2 separate regions of the Callithrix jacchus genome follow, and region 1 is linked to region 2. A link is a contact called in public Hi-C data. All regions are on one chromosome and are shown on one strand. Each heading gives the region's core, a stretch centred on a gene start, on an enhancer-like site or on the middle of the called end of the contact. The rest is flanking DNA. Distances are from core to core; before and after follow the strand shown.

Region 1 (3,340 bases), core at 39-2,538, 68 kb after region 2:
ACATGTAAATATAAGCCCTATGAAGGATGAGAAAGAATGTGGAGCAAGAATATGATTTGCTTTTTGTGGAGAGAGACAGGGATGCAGATTGGTGCTCTCTGCGCAATGGGCACAGTAAGAGTTTGGAGATTTCAGGGGAAGGAACTCAGACCCTGTATACCTGATTAAGGCGAAGGAAGAAAGTAGGAACGTGTGGGCCAAGATTTCAGAAAATAGCTGCAGTTAGATTATCGACTACATCTTCTCTTTTAAGGTCTCTAGGGCACAAAAAGAAGACTCAACATCATATTTTCCCCAGTGAGAGATAATTATTATACCATGATGCCCTCTTAGAAACGGATCAATGAGCTAGCTAAAAGCATCGAGTATTTCACCTTTGAAGGCAGATCCAGCTTGAACAAAAACATTAAAAGGTCCTGTATGTTTCTACAGGAAGATTGGATTTTGTTAACAACATTAGACAAATAATTGCCTTATATATCATTGAACTTGTTCTACATCCTTTTATGTCTGATAAATCCCCGGCTCCTAGTCTGTACTATAGTTACTTTCAACTTTCCAGTGTAATTTGCCACAATCACAGGAAACTGGCCTGCACACACTAACACCTAATCCCGATAGATTTTTCACATCTTACAGAGCAGTACCAATACAATTGTAGCAGCAGAGTTTAATCCCCTCCCATACCTAAGCAAGCCACAAGCAGCATACAGGATAAAGACCCGCAGACCTGAACTGACACTTGGTTACAATTGCACTGGTGTTTTCTCCCTATGGGATTGGACCTGCACCCAGACCCACTTTCAAGTGGCAAAGATAATTTGATCCCATTTTAAAGCATACTGATTTACAGAGAGCAGAGAGAAAACCCAGTCTGCTCTGGGCACTTCCACACATGTATAAAGTACAACAAATCTACATGGCCATTTCATTATGGAAGACTTTGTATCTTTTAAACAGTGGTGAGTTTTTTCCTTTTAAGTCAGAGCTGTGCGTGCACGTTTGACAGTGAGCTGTTATTAATCCTAAAGGCAGGAGGTTAGGCAGCATGTTAGTTTCACATTAAACAACAAAGAGTTTCCAGGAGAGTCCTCAAATTACACTTACGGTTTCGAAGTTCAAGAATTGTGGCTGAGCACTCCTTACCTTACAAATTCAGGTCCAAAGAGGTCTTTAAGTTTAAAGCAGTACATCAAATGTTGCAGGATTTATTTTCTTGCATGAAAGGCTCATCTGTCATAGCACCCCACTCCCGGGAGGAGCCCAGCCTCCTCTTCCCGAACACCAATGAGGAAACCAGAAGAGCACATGGGGGAAGTGGCTTCCCTGAAAGCCTGTCAGAGTCTGCACATGCTCTTTGTGACAGAGGTGCCAAATTAACCTTGGCATGAGGTTCACAATGCACCTCATTGTGAGGTCCTGGGCACCTTTTGGGGGAAGAAAAAGGTTAGAAAATGTTCTAGCCAATCTAAAGTTTTCACGCATTTGCTGAGATGTGCCTCCCATTCATTAAAATAAAAGAGAATCATAATAATTATTTTCTGTTAATTAGCTTCCTGAGGTACAAGTAAGATTATTAAGAGCCCACCACCATATTGAGATAAGAGGGAAAGCTATCTTTTGGAATTCTGCTACTGTTTCAGGCTAGTGGAAAGGAGTACTTTGTATATATACATATATATGTGTATATATGTATATATATGTGTGTATATATATGTATATATATGTGTGTGTATATATATGTATATATATATGTGTGTGTATATATATGTGTGTGTATATATATATGTATATATATGTGTGTGTATATATATATGTATATATATGTGTGTGTATATATATATGTATATATATGTGTGTGTATATATATATGTATATATATGTGTGTGTATATATGTATGTATATATATATTATTGCATTTTAGGTTTTGAGGTACATGTGAAGAACATGCAAGATTATTCTCATTCATAGGAAGGAGTAATTTTTAAAGCTTCATCTCATGACCTAGAAAAGTGCCTGTTCTATAAGAGTTGACAGGACGTTTTCTTAGAATGAAGTTCGTAATTATGAGTGTACAACATAAAACAATGTTTGCTAATATGTTCCACCAGGACCAAGGATAAAATGAAGATCAGCATCTGTGTTGGAAAGTCAATCTGTGATATTGACATAATATTTCAAGTGAACTCTCCCCAACAAGGTAACTAGAAGTCATGATGAGGAGGATGTCCACACCTTCTTACAGGACACAGACATACGATGACCAGGAAGACAGCAGCCTGTTGCTTTCTCACCTGTGTATTTATCCACCTGTTACAATGTGACACAGAAAAGAGATATTGGGTAGGAAAAAATATGCAACCAAGTCAAAATAATGAAACCTCTTAAAACCAAAATGTTGAGACTTAAGTCCTGATTACTCTTTGCATAGAGCTTGATGCTGTTCATTCTACCCTCCTTGCTGGGACGGGAGCCTGAGGCAGTTCATTATGGTGAGCACTTGGTCATAAATGTGAGTAAGGGAGAAAGACAGCACCTGGAAGTAGAAAGGGCAGCAAAAAGACCCATGTTTGCTCAAGATCTGGTTTTGGTTGTACAAACAATAAACTCTCAGCCTAGGGAAGCTTAGGGTATTTCTGGGTCTCAGTTTCTTTTCTTTTCTATTTTTTTGTTTTGTTTTGTTGTTTGGAGACAGAGTCTTGCTCTATCACCCAGGCTGGAGTGCAGTGGTGTGATCTTGGCTCACTGCAACCTCCGCCTTCCGAGTTCGAGCAATTCTCCTGCCTCGGCCTCCCTAGTACCTGGGACTACAGGCGCACACCACTACACCCGGCTACTTTTTTTTGTATTTTAGTAGAGATGGGGTTTCACTGTGTTGCCCAGGCTGGTCTCAAACTCCTGAGCTTAGGCAATCTGCCCTCCTTGGCCTTCCAAAGTGCTAGGATTATAGGCGTGAGCCACTGAGCCAGGCCCTGGGTCTCAGTTTCTTTTTCTGTCGAGTGACGGAATTGGACTCGTTTAGGGATGGAAAACTGATTACCAACAAGGGCTCAGAGTGCAGAGTGCAGTTAGCTGGGTGGGCGGTGCTAAGGGGAGATGGAGAACGTGTGCTTGCCTGTCCAAGTGAGGCTGTCACCCTGTGATACCTGATTCCCAGCTGGAATGTGGGCTGCCTTATGGCCTGTCCTCTGCTCTTTTAAAAGAAGCTAGAATTTCAGATTTTTATGTGAAATCTCCTAGATTTTATGTGTGGGTAACTTACTCAAAATATGTGAAAACATTGTGAATGCCGAACGAACTCTATCTGCCTGTCAAATTTGTCCTGCTGGCTATCATTTT
Region 2 (3,537 bases), core at 912-3,411:
TTTATAACTATATTAAAATTTAAAAGACACCATAAACAAAGTGAAAAGGAAAACTTATAGAAACCACATATAAATTTCAAATGGATTTTTAAAACCCTACAATAACACAACAGAAATGTTGCAACGTACATAAATAGGCAGTTTAAAAAGCAAGAAGCTCAAATGGACAACAGCGTAAGAAAATATGCTCAACCTGGCCAGGCACGGTGGCTCAAGCCTGTAATCCCAGTGCTTTGGGAGGCCAAGGCGGGGGGATCACGAGGTCAAGAAATCGAGACCATCCTGGTCAACATGGTGAAACCCCGTCTCTACTAAAAAAAAAAATATATATATATATAAATATATAAATTATTATATATTTATATATATATATAAATTATTATATATTTATATATATATATAAAAAATTAGCTGGGCATGGTAGCGCATGCCTGTAATCCCAGCTACTCAGGAGGCTGAGGCAGGAGAATTGCCTGAACCCAGGAGGCAGAGCTTGTGGTGAGCCAAGATCGCGCCATTGCACTCCAGCCTGGGTAACAAGAGCGAAACTCCATCTCAAAAAAAAAAAAAAAAAAAGAAAGAAAAAAAGAAAATATGCTCAACCTTACTAGTTCTCAGGGAACTGAAAATTTAAACAGCCAAGTACCACTTGAAACCATCAAATCAGCAAATATGATGAACGGGGTGGTGTACCAAGTTTTGGTAAAAAATCTTAAACATTGCTGGTGAGCTTGAAAATTAGCACAGCCTCTTGGAGAGCAATTTGTTATTATTTGGCAAGGTTGAAACTGACCTATGGCTCAGACATTCTACTTCTAATTTCTTTAGGGTCTACTCCCATATATACTAGGTATGTGTGCTAGTGTAAATGTACAAACATGCTAATTGTATTCTATGTAATTTAAAAAGTGGGAAAAAGGCCAGGCAAGGTGGCTCATGCCTGTAATCCCCGCACTTTGGGAGGCCGAGGCAGGCGGATCGTGAGGTCAGTAGATCAAGACCATCCTGGCTAACACGGTGAAACACAGTCTCTACTAAAAATGCAAAAAAAACAAAAAAACAAAAACAGAATTAAAAAAAAATTAGCCAGGCATGGTGGCACGCGCCTGTAGTCCCACCTATTCTGGAGGCTGAGGCAAGATAATGGCTTGAACCAGGGAGGCAGAGGTTGCAGTGAGTCAAGATCCAGCCTGGGCGACAGAGTAAGACATCGTCTCAAAAAAAGAAAAAAAAAAAGTGTGTGTGGGTGGGGGGAGTTGTGGGGAAATGCATCCTATTGAATAGAATGGATTTTAAAAACAATTATTCTTATTGAAAAGTTCATTAAACAATCTTAAAGCTAGATTTACTATCAGAATGACAGATTCCTAAAGTGGCAGGTTAAGTGCAAAATGTAAATTGTAAAAAGATATTTAAAGGATATGATTTACACAAATTTAAAAACGATGCAAGATCGATTTAAATAAAACCATGCAAGGAAAAAGTAGGAAAAAATGTGTGGGAACAATACAGACAAATTTAAGCAGGTTCACTCTGGGGTGGAGGGGGATGAAGGCGGGGCCTTACAGTATCTTCAAAGTCTTACTTTTTACAGAGAAAAAAAAACAAGGTCTGTTTCCATCTAAATATCTTGGTGATTATATATTTGTTGTACTTTCATTGTTAAAACTAAAATCCCTCATTTTATTTTGCATTTTGAAAAAGGAGACACGAGGAATAAAGAATCATGGACTCCCTGGGCACAGCACCGCAGGCGGCCTTGCCAGTTCTCCCAGCCCCGAGCTGCTTCTGCGCCTGCATGGCGCCCCCCTCCCCGGCGTGTTCCCAGGGGACTTGGCCCAGCTTGGTATCAAGAAGCGAGCCCAGCTGCTTTGCCTTCAACTCCCAACAGTGACCGTGCAGCCGGAAGCCACCAGGAGGAGTCAGTAAGAGCTTATCCCGTGCGGGCACTCACTGAGGCTGGTGGCCGGGAAATACCAGGTGTTTTGTTGGTTTGGGTTTGTTTCGTTTTTATTTTTCTTCCACTGAGGTCAGGACGGAAGCAGGGACGCAGTGCTCAGCACTACCAGCCCACCGCGGGCCACTGCACGGAGAGCCCCCTGCCAGGGTCGCCGGCTCACGCCCCCGAAATCTGCTCCTGGCGCGCGCTCCCACTCCCGTCCTCCTCCTGCTGTGACTAGCGTGCATGGAAGGGCACAGTGGTGGCAGAAAGACTTGTGGCGAGAAATCAAGACCCACAGGAAGTCATAAGAGAAAAAGCGTTTTGCTTAAACTCCACCCACTGACCTTTTGTGGGTGAGCTTTCGGTGAAAAGGTAGCATCCTCAGAGCTCTTAGAGAGATGGCTTTGTAACCCGGGGTAAAGACACCGCTTCCAAATATAATTGACGTGGCTTTCCTGCCTTAATTTGGGGTATCCTTTTCCCACCACATAATCTTGCCTTTGTCCACGCTGATTCCTGTTTGGTTTGGCAGGGCCTGCTGCTGGCAGGTCCCCTCAGTGCTGAACGCTCTGCGCTCCGCTGTGCTGGGCCTGCTGAAATAGCAGACAGCGCTCCCTCTCGCCCGAATCAGGAGCCAAATGCCACACCGATTGTGCAACTTGTCTCTGGTTACCAGGAAAACGTAAAGAAATGCCAATGAAGCAAAAAGGTCGACTAAATCCTTTCCAACACTTGAACAAAAAAGGTATTTTTAGGGCCCTAGATTTATGGAAGTCAATTCCTCTACTCCTCGCCAGACTTTCAAACCTCCTATTCTTTGCACTACATTATTTGAATAAATCGTAAATACCCTTAGTTGCTCTAATAGCAGGTCCATATTGTGCAAGGCAGCCATGGTCTGAAGACCTTGTTGAATTTGAAAGGCAGAAGTTCCGTTCCTGGCATGTAAACTTGAATCAGGGCTATAGTTAAGAGTGCCAGTTGAGGTCCGCATTTTGACAGCTAGACAAGCAGGTCATTTATTCAAAAGGACTTTGAATCCATGCCCAGAGTCAAATGCAGTCCTTTGTAAAGCCCAGCAGGCTTGAAATAAAAACTTCTTAACTGACTTGATTAGTGTCCTGCATTTTAGGGGGCAGAAAAGTACTTATGGTAAGTTGGAAATGGAGACAGGGTGGGAAAACCTGGGCCTGGAAGGATGGCTTCCTCACGGGGGATCCCACCACCATGTTTTCTAATTTGTGTCTTGAGGGAAACTTTATATTTTTGCTGGAAATATTATCTCCTTGTGACAAAATCCCAAGTCTGGGAAGAGAACAGAAAAGGAATGAAGAATATTATGAGATCTATGATGCCTCCTTAAAAACCTAATCTAATTTATTGAATAAATATGTACCAGGTGCTATTTTTGGTTCTAAGGGGCTAAAATGACTAAGATACAGAACTAAAGTAGAACTATTAGGTTCCTAATTTCATAGTTCTTTCCACTATAGACAGCCCTCTTCTTCCAAGGGTCCCTGCCAGGGCCTCCCCTACCCTAAACAGTGCCTTAGTAAAAATTAGGAAAGTCAGCCGGGCACAGCCTGTAATCCCAG

What was found. Hi-C and Micro-C count contacts between places; a contact is called where the count stands out from the background.
Region 1: a contact with region 2 is called in a Hi-C map of skeletal muscle, with 2.9 times the contacts expected there. The contact joins the promoter of STARD13 here to the enhancer-like site in region 2. A contact is called at or near these places in 2 of 3 Hi-C or Micro-C datasets (both in skeletal muscle).

Annotation. Positions count from the first base shown.
Region 1 is chr5:152,949,664-152,953,003 of calJac240_pri, forward strand. STARD13 (StAR related lipid transfer domain containing 13) reads right to left here and starts at 1,289. Exons shown (of 15, transcript XM_078375278.1): 1 at 1,147-1,289.
Region 2 is chr5:152,880,455-152,883,991 of calJac240_pri, forward strand. All of the region lies in intron 1 of STARD13 (StAR related lipid transfer domain containing 13), which reads right to left. Among named protein-coding and RNA genes, the nearest start is that of STARD13, 69 kb to the right of the region's middle. Within about 2 kb of position 2,162, at least 14 of the 16 cell types and tissues checked have an H3K27ac peak or open chromatin away from gene starts, as enhancers often do. A contact at or near this core is called in skeletal muscle, where this site is marked.